Linked DNA regions of Mus musculus: region 1 is linked to region 2. A link is a contact called in public ChIA-PET data. All regions are on one chromosome and are shown on one strand. The core of a region is the stretch at or near the end of the contact, and the rest is flanking DNA. Distances in the headings are between cores, read along the strand shown.

The links. ChIA-PET counts read pairs in DNA pulled down with a chosen protein or histone mark.
Region 1: an RNA polymerase II ChIA-PET map of effector CD8 T cells shows a contact between it and region 2, with 8 read pairs. The contact joins the enhancer-like site here to the promoter of Gstt1 in region 2. A contact is called at or near these places in 7 of 39 promoter capture datasets (the HPC-7 cell line, HPC-7-derived erythroid cells, the SN4741 cell line and 3 more), 1 of 484 Hi-C or Micro-C datasets (bone marrow-derived macrophages), 1 of 115 datasets of contacts at active chromatin or transcription factors (effector CD8 T cells) and 2 of 9 other capture datasets (adipose tissue and liver).

What each region holds. Positions count from the first base shown.
Region 1 is chr10:75,533,503-75,539,319 of GRCm38.p6, reverse strand. Snrpd3 (small nuclear ribonucleoprotein D3) reads right to left here. Exons shown (of 4, transcript NM_026095.4): 4 at 3,880-4,059. The coding sequence ends at 3,998. Among named protein-coding and RNA genes, the nearest start is that of Snrpd3, 18 kb to the right of the region's middle. Within about 2 kb of position 2,914, at least 28 of the 459 cell types and tissues checked have an H3K27ac peak or open chromatin away from gene starts, as enhancers often do. A contact at or near this core is called in effector CD8 T cells, where this site is marked.
Region 2 is chr10:75,795,668-75,800,814 of GRCm38.p6, reverse strand. It overlaps Gstt1 (glutathione S-transferase, theta 1), which reads left to right and starts at 2,231. Exons shown (of 5, transcript NM_008185.3): 1 at 2,231-2,430; 2 at 3,685-3,772. The coding sequence starts at 2,319.

The DNA.
Region 1 (5,817 bases), core at 1,665-4,164, 260 kb after region 2:
TTGTCAGACCCAGAGTCAAATCATCTCCATATAGCTTTGGTCTGCTTAATAGCCACCTATCACCCACCTCCATGTCTAGCCTAATAACCCTGAGATTATCAGGTAAAACTTCCCAGAATGTATTGCTAGACCACAAGCCTTCAACAACTCCACAGCTAAGACAGCATGCAAAATTTATATATAGCAGATTTCCCTGCCTGGCCTGCTTTCTCTCTTTTAAAAAAAGATTTATTTATTATTATAAATAAGTACACTGCTGCTGACTTCAGACACACCAGAAGAGGGTGTCAGACCTCATTTCGGATGGTTGTGAGCCACTGTGTGGTTGCTGGGATTTGAACTCAGGGCCTTCCGAAGAGCAAGCGGTGCTCTTACTGGCTGAGCCATCTCGCCAGCCCTGTAGCCTGCTTTCTCAATCATGTGTGGATCCATATTCTGCTCAGTACTCAAGACCACCCTTCAGAGAGCCTGGCTTCTTCAGGCTTTTATTTCTTAGCTTTGATTCTTCATAACAGGAGGTTCCAGGGAGGCTCAGTCCTTGCTTTATGGTGCAAAGGGTGGAATCTCTTTGTAAAACGTAAGCTGGACAGTGGGTAACTCCCCTATTTATTAGGAATTAATTTCCTTCAGTATCAGAGGCCTGAAATTTTGAAAACTAATTTCATGTATTGTCTGCTTTCTTTTCAGGGACATTTGTAAATCTAATTACGTTCTTTTGCTTTGGCCACTAGCAGAAAACAAAATCCTATGCTTAATTTAAATATGGAATATTCAGCAAAAAACTGTTCATGCTGGGATAGTTGGTACCACAGGTGGAGTCTAAACTTTGCTGTATATAAGAAAACAGTAGTTGAGATCAGAACCAATGTTACATGTTGTCTTTGGGGTGGGGGGGACGGACTAGTTACTGGTGCTATGGTGTCAGCTTTCATTCTTTAAAAAAAAAAAAAAAAAAAAAAACGTATTTTTAGCCAGGCAGTGATGGTGCACACTTCTAATCCCAGAACTTAGGCAGCAGAGGCAGGTAGATCTCTGTGAGTTCGAGGCCAGCCTGATCTACTACAGAGTGAATTCTAGGACAGGCAGGATTACACAGAGAAACCGTCTTTTTTTTTTTTTTTTTTTTTTTTCTTTTTCGAGGCAGGGTTTCTCTGTATAGCCCTGGATGTTCTGGAACTCACTCTGTAGACCAGGCTGGCCTCGAACTCAGAAAACCCACCTGCCTCTGCCTCCCGAGTGCTGAGATTAAAGGCTTGTGCCACCACTGCCCGGCAAAACCCTGTCTTGAAAAATCAAAACCAAACCAAACAAACCAATAACCAAAAACTTATATAAAAAAATCAGTTACCTCAAGCTCACAGAGAGATCTGCCTGCCTCTGGCTTGCAAGTGCAATTAAAGGTATGGACCATCATATCTAGCCTTGTCATGCCCTTAGGTTCGGGAATGGAACAACTCAAAAGGCTTAGAAGAAAGTCCTGAAACTGATCAGACTCAACATGCTTCTTACCCCCCCCCCCCCCCCCGAAACACACTACACGTAGGCAAGCTGAGTTGCCTGGAAGAGGCTCAGACCAGTCCATGCGAGCTGTCTAGAAAGGACAGTCTCCCATCTGTTGTGCTCTCTGCAGGTCATGCTGTGCACTCCAGGTTTTCAGGTCTATGTCAGAACCCATGCTGGGTTAAGTTTTGGTGATACACTTGTCATTTTCTGCTCCTGTAGGTAACCCTCCACCCATATTCTTATAAATACTCCTAATTCAATTTATTGGTTCACCAAGTTGGATTCTGGTAATATCTGTACTTGGACCTGTCTTTGTTTTGCTACCTGGGACAAGTAGTTGTTTGGTCCTGTCTCCCTACTGAACACATCATTCAATTGGATGGAGTGCAGGTTCTAACTTAAAATTCAGATAGGCAGTCTTGGAATAATCAAACAAACTTTTCATGCACCATTTATTAATACAATAAAATAAACCAAACAGAAAGAACCTACACTGAAAACAGGAGTTGAGCTGAGGAAGGGGATGGCAAGAACTTGGGGTGACAACAGCAGGGTAAACCAGTTCAGACTACAGATAAAGAACAGATAAATAGCAACAGGCTCCAAGTCTTTGATCCAGGGATATACAGGGACTAAAGCCAAGATAAAAGTCAAGATACCAGCAGGTGGCCGCACACGGGACTTACTCCCAGGGAACAGTCTTCAGCACTACTCCGTGGCTTACTAGTCATAATTTAACCAGTCATGATATAACAAGTATGGATGGCAGTGGCAGAATTACAATCAGGAAGACAGGTGCTGGGGAACACAAATGATAGTGCACAAAACTGGGACAGCAAAGGCTAAGCAGACACATTTGAAAGAAGTGATGAGCTAAAAGCTGGAGGGGGCGGGCAGAATTACTGTAAACCCTGACAACCTAAGTTTGATTCCAAAGAAGATGGGAGAGCAACTCCCAAAAGTTGTCTTCTGACTTTCACATGTGTGCTGGCAGGCATCCTCAAAAAGTGAATTAAAAAAAAAATCTAAGCATGTGTAAATATGTAAGGTGTATGTATGTATTCTGGGAGGGGAGGGGAGGAAAAGTGTCTAACCCAGGCTGGCCTGAACTCATTAAGTAGCAAGCCCTGAGCTTGGAAATCCACTTGCCTGAGTGCTGGGATTATGGTCTATACCACCATGCCCAGCCTGAAAGAAATGGTTTCCAACACATACTAGCAATCCTGTTAGAAATGAAGGCACACTCCGTCTCTTCTGCATGACATTCGACAGAGGCAGAGATGAACTCAAGCTTTGTTTTTTGGCTGGGTATAGTGGCCCACGCCCTTAACCATGGCACTCAGGAAGTCCATGCATGTGCACCCGAGTCTGAGCTACTTAGTTTACAGAGCAAGTAGGTCTATGTAAAGAGAATCTGTGTCAACCACCCCACCCCTGGCAACCCACAGCCATGGTGGAGGGTAAATGCTGGAGGGTAAGGATGTTAACATTTCACCACATAAACAGCTGGTGATGAAGCGCACATGGCCTACTGGGTGGGGCTTGACGGGTCATGCTGCAGGCTTATGCTTGCACCCAACCCTGAGACGACACATGTCAACTTGAATCAGCCCACTAAAGTTGGCATCACACTGAATGAGAAAGAAAGCTGCAGGAAAGGAGCACACCAAACTATAACCACCACCAAAGACTCCATTAGGCCAAGGCAACCACCAGAGTACTCCAAGTGCAAGAAAAAACAAAGAGGACTGAAGAGATGGCTCGGAGGTTCAGAGTACTGTTTGCTCTTCCGTCTTGAGTTCAATTCTCAGCAACCACATGGTGGCTCACAACCATCTATGATGGTGTTCTCTTTTGGTGTGCAGGCATATATGCAAGCAGAACGCTGCATACATAATAAAATAAACCTTTAAAAAATTAGTGTGCTTATCAATGCTGAGATGCTCCTAACACTGTGTGGAGCGAGTTGAATATGAGTAGCTACAGACAGGGTTCCCTCTGGAGCTGTCGAATGCTGAGACACTATGATTACTGTATTACTGATCAGAGCATGAGTCATCTTCACAGGTCAGGTTGCCTGTGTCAGGTTAGCTGGGAAAGTGCCACACTGAGTGTTCATGTAACACAGGGTTCCTCTCTTAGTTAGGCTTTTCTCCCTTCAACTAGAAAGAGGCCTGAAAAGTGCTTGCACTCTTTATCACACACTGCTGCTTGAAGAGTGCTGGCATCTCCCCAGTACATGTCCAAAGGTGTCAGATTCTAACCTGCTGCCAAAGCAAACTACAAACACGAACACACAGTTCTTATTTCCTCAAAAACAAAACAAAACAAAACAAAAAAGCCTCACACAAACCACAAAACAACCAAATTTTATTTAGCTTAACAGTTTATCAAAAGAAAATCTAAGACATATGCACATGTAATACCCCCTCCCCCCAAAACCCCTGCAATAATCAAAGAGAAGAAAGGACAACGTTCTCTTCAATGGAGAATATTATCTTCGCTTCTGGAAGATGTTCCCACGTCCCATCCCACGTCCTCTCCCTCGTGCGGCCACTGAAACAAAGAAGAAGAAGAGAGGTCAGGGGGGCTGGGATGCTCACAACAGCACCAGCTGAAGCCTGGGCATCAGTCTGGAAGAGGCCTGGAAGGCTGCCTGGACCAAATCATGCGGTGAGAAGGAAGAGGAGTGGAAGTTGGTGCTGATAACTGGTGTCATGGTGGGAGGTAGTGCCGACAGCACAGCAGTGTGAATAATAGCACAGGAATGACAAATTCTCAGAGCTATTACGGATGTATTCAATTCTGTTTGTGTGGATAAGAGGAAGGGCCATGGCATGTGACTATATACAGGACATAAGATAACCTCAAATGTTGTTCCTCACGTACCATCACTACTTTGTTTCTTTAGACAAGGTCTGTCACTGGACTGGACTTTGCCAAGTAGAATAGACTGGCTGGCTAGGAAGCCCAGGATTCTATCTTGGTCCTGTCAGTACTAGAATTACAAGCAGGTTCTACCACACATAGACTGAGCTCAGGTACACACACTGTGTGATAAGCTTGTTACCCACTGAGCTATACCAACCTGGTTCTCAATTCAGACACCTAAGTGCTAGCGTAGCATCTGTTAATTCTGGGTACTATTCTGGGTATTAGTCTTTTGAGTTTTTCTGCATGAAAAAAATGCTTAATAACAAAAACAAAATAACACTACCCATAAAGATGCACAAGACTTCCACTCTATGACCCAATGTACCTAGGAGGCTAGAAGCTCTATAGTCACTCGGGAAGTTCTGTGGACTGACAAAACGCATCTCATTCTTGTCTGTTCTTTCAGAGACTGATGGGAACTACACAACGCTCGCTGATGAGAGACGGGAGCAAGGCGCTGGGAAAGGCACAGGTGGCTCAGGGCTGTGTGCAGTCAGTGGGCCTGGGCCAACTCACTGCCCGAAGTGCACAGTAATGTGACTGGTTAAGATGGACAGTTAGCCTAACCATGACAGCAAGAGCAGCCCTCTCCGAGGCAAAGGTAACATTTTCTCTTTTTTAGCATTTTATTTGTTTGTGGTGTGTGTGTGTGTGTGTGTGTGTGTGTGTGTGTAGTGTATACGTAGAGGTCAGACAACTTCTGTTAGGCTTGTGTGACAACCGCCTTTAACACCAAGCCAACACTGGTCAAAGATTTTATTTTATTTTTATTTTTTTAGAAGTCTTAAGACAAAAGAAACCAACCAACCCCACCCCCCTCCAACCCCTAAACTATTTTGTCTTTAAGCACAGAACCTACCTCCCATATAAAACATTAACATATGCTGCTGTGGAGGACCTGGGCCTTTCACACCCTAAGATCTTTTTTCCAACACCAATGCAGTTGCTTAGGACCATGCTTTTGTGCCTAACAATGTGGCAGAATTTTTCAGAGACTCAAATGCAAGCCATAATCAGGCTAGCCTCCAAGAGCAGCTAATAAGTATCTGGGGGACAGTGTGGTCATAACTGCTGGCATGTGTCAAAGGAGGGATTTACTGTCAAGTTTAAGAAAATGTGAGGGGCTGGAGAGATGGCTCAGTGGTTAAGACCACTGTTCTTCCAGAGGTCCTGAGTTCAAGTCTCAGCAACCACATGGTGGCTCACGACCATCTGTAATTGGATCTGATGCCCTCCTCTGGTGTGTCTGAAGACAGCGACAGTGTACTCATATACATAAAGTAAATAAAATCTTAAAAAATATATATGTAAAATACAAAAGAAAGTGAGAAACAAGGGGTGGTAAGACAGTTCAGCAAGTAAAGGCGCGTGTTGCCAATC
Region 2 (5,147 bases), core at 982-3,481:
ATTTAAAGCTAGGAAAGAAGTCTTACTAGAATCTGTGGGCCTCCTTGCGGGGCAGTGAGTGTGGGGGAAGGAGGGAGTGGGGAGAAAACCCGCGTCCCTCCAGAGTTCCGGTGCTCTGGGAGGGCAGACGTGGAAGACTGCCACACACTTTCCATGTCGCCCCTGGTGGGTGTCTGGCTGTGTGAACCCACTGGACCACTGGGGTACCAGGTTCTCAGCCTCGGGCATCCCAGATACTGCTGGACACTGCAAAAGAGATGAGAACAGAATGGGGGTCCAGGGAGCGGCTCAGTCAGCCCTGGGGCTGAAGGGAGGAGAGGGCAGAGGGAGGGGGGGCGCTGGATGGTTCCTACTCTGGAGAGAGCCCTTGGTCCGGTCTGTGGCTGGAGCGCAGTCTTCTGGCGAGAGGTTAGACACAGCTCATTAGGGGAAAACCTATCCCATCATTTAAGCATGGTGGCCTTGATGAACAGAGGCAGTCTGTGGTTTTAGAGCTTTATTGTAGAAAGGCAGGGAGAGAGAAGGTAGAAAGAGAGAGAGGCCAGCCATGGCCATGTGGAGAGAGGGGGAAAGGGAAAGAGAGAAGGAGGGCTAGAGAGTAAGAAAGGTGAGAGCTTAAAGAGAGTGAGCAGGGGCCAAGCAGCTCCTTTTATAGTGGGCTGGGCTATCAGGTAACTATGGGGAGGAGCATACCTGGCTATAATCAGGTAACCGTGAGGGTGGAGTCTAGCCAGAATGCCTGAAGCTTGGGACATTGTCTGTGCGACTTATAGCCACAGAATTATGGAGTTGGGGATTCTGTGGTTTGAGGCACCTGTCTCTGGGAACACGGCTTGGTGTTCCATCCCTTGTAGAGTTTTCTACTGGGTCACCAGAGCAAGCCTCATTCAACCAAAATAGACTGCCTATCAGGGCTGAGGAAACGGATTTATCAAGCTGTGATTATGACAAAAGAACTTCCAGGAGTCAGCAACCTCCAGACAACTCTGTTGTTTCAGGGGTAGGGTACATAAGGGATCTTATGAGTATAGGTAGAGAGGGCTAATTGGTCAGAGCACAGCACCTAATTATCATATGGGCAGGAAGCAGAGCGGGACTTGTGTGCTGAGTCACATAGCCCTCGCAGAGAGCTCTGCACAGGGTCATCCTCCAAACAAGGTAGGGCATCTGTGCTCAGATACTCCCAACCAAGGCCATAGAAAGAAAGGGAAACCCCACTGAGAAACGGAGTCCTCCATTTTGCACCAAGCTTGGAGAGCTATCCGGGGACATGGAGGACCTTAATAACAGGCTTCTCCAACAGGAATCGTGGCAGACTCCATGAAGAGGCATATGATATCTGGAAAAATCGGCACTCAGTCTTGGGGCCCTCAGTTTCAATATTAAGCTCAGGGACAAAGTTGTCAGAATCATAAGGACAATTTTTTATTTATTATTTATTTATTTTTTGTTTTTTCGAGACAGGGTTTCTCTGTGTAGCCCTGGCTGTTCTGGAGCTCACTTTGTAGACCAGGCTGGCCTCGAACTCAGAAATCTGCTTGCCTCTGCCTCCCAAGTGCTGGGATTAAAGGCGTGGGCCACCACTTCCGGCTGGACTCAACCTTTCATGAAAGGGATCTACACGTTTCTTTCACTATGTGTATAAACAGCAAGGAACTTCCCACCTTACAACCTTATAACCTTCATCAGATATGGAAACTGCGGGAACCTTGGCCTGGGACTAATGGTACATTTCTGTTCAAAAATTACATCTAAGGTACTTCTCTATCACAGTCCAAAGGGAGCTAAAATGTCAGAGGATGGAGAAGCTAATGCTCTCAGGTACAGGAAGGCCAACCTTGTCAAATGACAGAGCTGAGATGCGAGTGACATCAAAGGCCCACAGCATCCTTTGCTTCTTGCTGGTGGTGCTGGTCCATATCTTTGGCTTGTAGGTCCCGGAGGAATACCTTAGTTTTCCCATCTGGGAAGTGGGGACGATTGGGAATTCTAACAACACACTAGATAGGGTGGGTATACCTTTGAAGACATTCTGCTTTCAACTAAACCGGCCACAAGAGGACTAGCAGCCAGGCCCTCTAACACCTCCTCTGCCCACTCAGAGGAGACCAGTTGTGTCCTCTGGCTCATTCCGTGCTAGATTCCAGTTGCAGGGCTCTTGGAACACAAGCTAGCTCCCCCTTTAGAAAGAAGGGCCAGGCTGCGGTATCCGCCCAGTGGGGGCGTGGCCACACTTGGCTTGATAGGGATCCCTACTAGCCAGCCTGGACTTTTTGATAGTCTGGCCAGTTACAGAAGTGGTTCCCGCCGCCTATGCCATGGTTCTGGAGCTGTACCTGGATCTGCTGTCGCAGCCCTGTCGCGCCATTTATATCTTCGCCAAGAAGAACAATATCCCGTTCCAGATGCACACGGTGGAGCTGCGCAAGGGTGGGCAGGGCTACGGCTTTGGGGATCTGAGAAACAGGGGAGGCAAGACGGACTTAGGGGATCTCTCTCTGTACTCTCCCCTTCCCAGGCTTTTTCTGGTTTAGAGACCACAATAGAAAGACACCAGAGAGAACCAGGGTTCAGGACTCCCGCCAACTCTGCTGTTTGTGGAATAGACGCCGGCCAGGACCTGCTGAAACTGAATAGTGTGCAGACCTAGCAACAGAAACGGGCAAGCAGTTTGGACCTAGCTACAGGGACCTCCAGAAGAGTAGTGGGTGTAGGGCATAGCTAGGAGAACAAATGTGGAGATCTGGGCAGTCACTCCTCGGATCGTTTCCCCCAGTGCTGAGATGGGCAGTACTACACAGAGCCATCCCTGCAAGTACCTTGCCTTTGCAACAGGCTCTCTCCGCCAACCTGGTCTATTGGAATTCCTTTTTGTCGTTCCTTTTCTTGACTTTCTGTTTTCCCTTTCTCTCTGCCTCTCTTTGTGCTGCGAAGAGAGAGAGGCTGCTGCATGGGGGTATGCCAGGAACTTGGAGCCTCCTCCCTGCTGGCCGCTGAGAGAGCCCTGCGCTCTGGCAAGACAGGGTTGTAGCAAAATGAAAGTGTTGCATAATGGGCTGTGGCCGTCTCCATACTGTCTCACTGCTTGTCCCGCTCTGTCTGAAACCTCACGTCTCTCTTCACTGTCACCTCTAGGTACAGTGTACTTAACCCCCCACAGGTTCTGCCCTTGCAGAGTATGGTGTAGGCCGGTGGGGGAGGGGGTGGCCCGGTGGGGGTGGGGTGAGGACGGGGGGGGGGGGGAACTGATAAAAAGATGTTCAAGTAGGCTGTTAAAAATAAGCCTGTCGAGGGAGACAGGTTCCACTAGGAAACGAAGGGAGAGTGAGAATCCCCCACTTGATCCGGGGCAATGGGAGCCACTGAGGACTGTGGGGCTGAGCGCAAGGAGGCAAACTTAGAAACTTACCTGGAGTGCATCAACAGGAAGAAAACCAATCCAGACCAGAAAGGGCTGCTAGCGGGCAAGTCCCACAAGGACCTGTCAAGCGTATGATACCTATTTTGTATCAAGGGCAAGGGGCCACCCCCTCTTCTCTCACAGGAGCCCTGCCTGCGCACCCCATTTAGGGAATAGCCCAGTCCCAAGAAGAACCATGAATTTAGTGTTCAGCCTCCTGGGACCTTGGCCCAGGCTATCAGAGACCCCCAGTGTTCTCCTCCCTCATGCTGGACTATCTGCAGGTGAGCACCTCAGCGATGCGTTTGCCCGGGTGAACCCCATGAAGAGGGTACCAGCCATGATGGATGGTGGCTTCACCCTGTGTGAGAGGTAAGCAAGCCTGGGGCTATTGCTAAGTTTTACTGGAAACCAGCCTGTTCTAACCCACTGTGTTATAAACTAGGAAGCTGGCACTGGGAGGAGGGGGAGGGGAGATGGCTCCGTGGTTAAGAGCACTTACTGCTCTTATAGAGGATTTGGATTTGGTCCCAGCAACCTTACGAAGTGGCTCCCAAACACTTATAACTCCAGTTCTAGAGACCCACTGCCCTCTTAGCATCTTGGGCACATGAACTCATGTAGATGCACTAGCAACTTAAAGCAGTGGTCCTCACCCTTCCTAATGCTGCAACTCTTTAATGCAGGTCCTCGTGTTGTGGTGACCCCAACCATAAAATTGTTTTTGTTGCCACTTCCTAACTGTAATCTTTGTTGTTTAGTCAGGGAAGGAGTGAGCCTAGTGAATCTGCTCAATTTCAGGGACTTTCTGGAGCTATTTTGTGTTGTAGAAAAATTTTTTTATTATTATGTTTTTGTGTATGGCGAGTATATTCTTTCTTCTCTCTCTAAAGATTCATTTTTTATTTTATTTATATGAGTACATTATAACTGTCTTCAGACACATCAGAAGAGGGCACCCAATACCGTTACAGATGGTTGTGAGCCACCATGTGGGTGCTGGGAATTGAACTCATGACCTCCGGAAAAGCAGTCAGTGCACTTAACTGCTGAGCTATCACTCCAGCCCCCATGTTGTAGACATTTTTAACCCCAATCTGAGATTTCTACCCAGCCTTTGATTATTTAGTTCCCAAATAAAAGACACACAAGTTTTATTATTTACAATAGCCTTAAACAGCACAAGAGATGGGCAGATATCTACCCTCTATGCTATTAGAATCTGCTTACATATCAATAACCCTGAGTTATTACTTACTATGTTTTATCTGGGCTGCTCTTAACTCCAGTTGGCCAACCCTCAGGGCCAGGTTTTCCTGAACTCACCTAACCCATGGCGTCTTCTTCTTCCTCCTCATCTTCTTCTCCCCTGTCTGGTTCTCTCTTGACCACCCCCTCCATCCCCCTTGGGCCCAGAAACCCTAAAACCTGCCTATGTCTCTTCTGTCCAGCTATTGGCTGTCAGCATCATTATTTACCAATCAGAAATAACTTGGGGCAAGGTCACATAGCATCACTTGCTTCTACATGCAGACTCTCTGTGGGGCAACCAGATCTTGGGGGGCCTGCACTTAGCATTACAATACACAGCAAAAGACCAAACCTCAACAAGTTTGAATTGTTTAGTATTTAACTAGCTTCCCGTTAGGATAGGAAAACATATCCATCCCACCCTTCCCGCTCACTGTAAGCCAATCCCAGAGTGTTCTGAATTCTTGACTGGAAGTTTTCATATGACCACAACAGG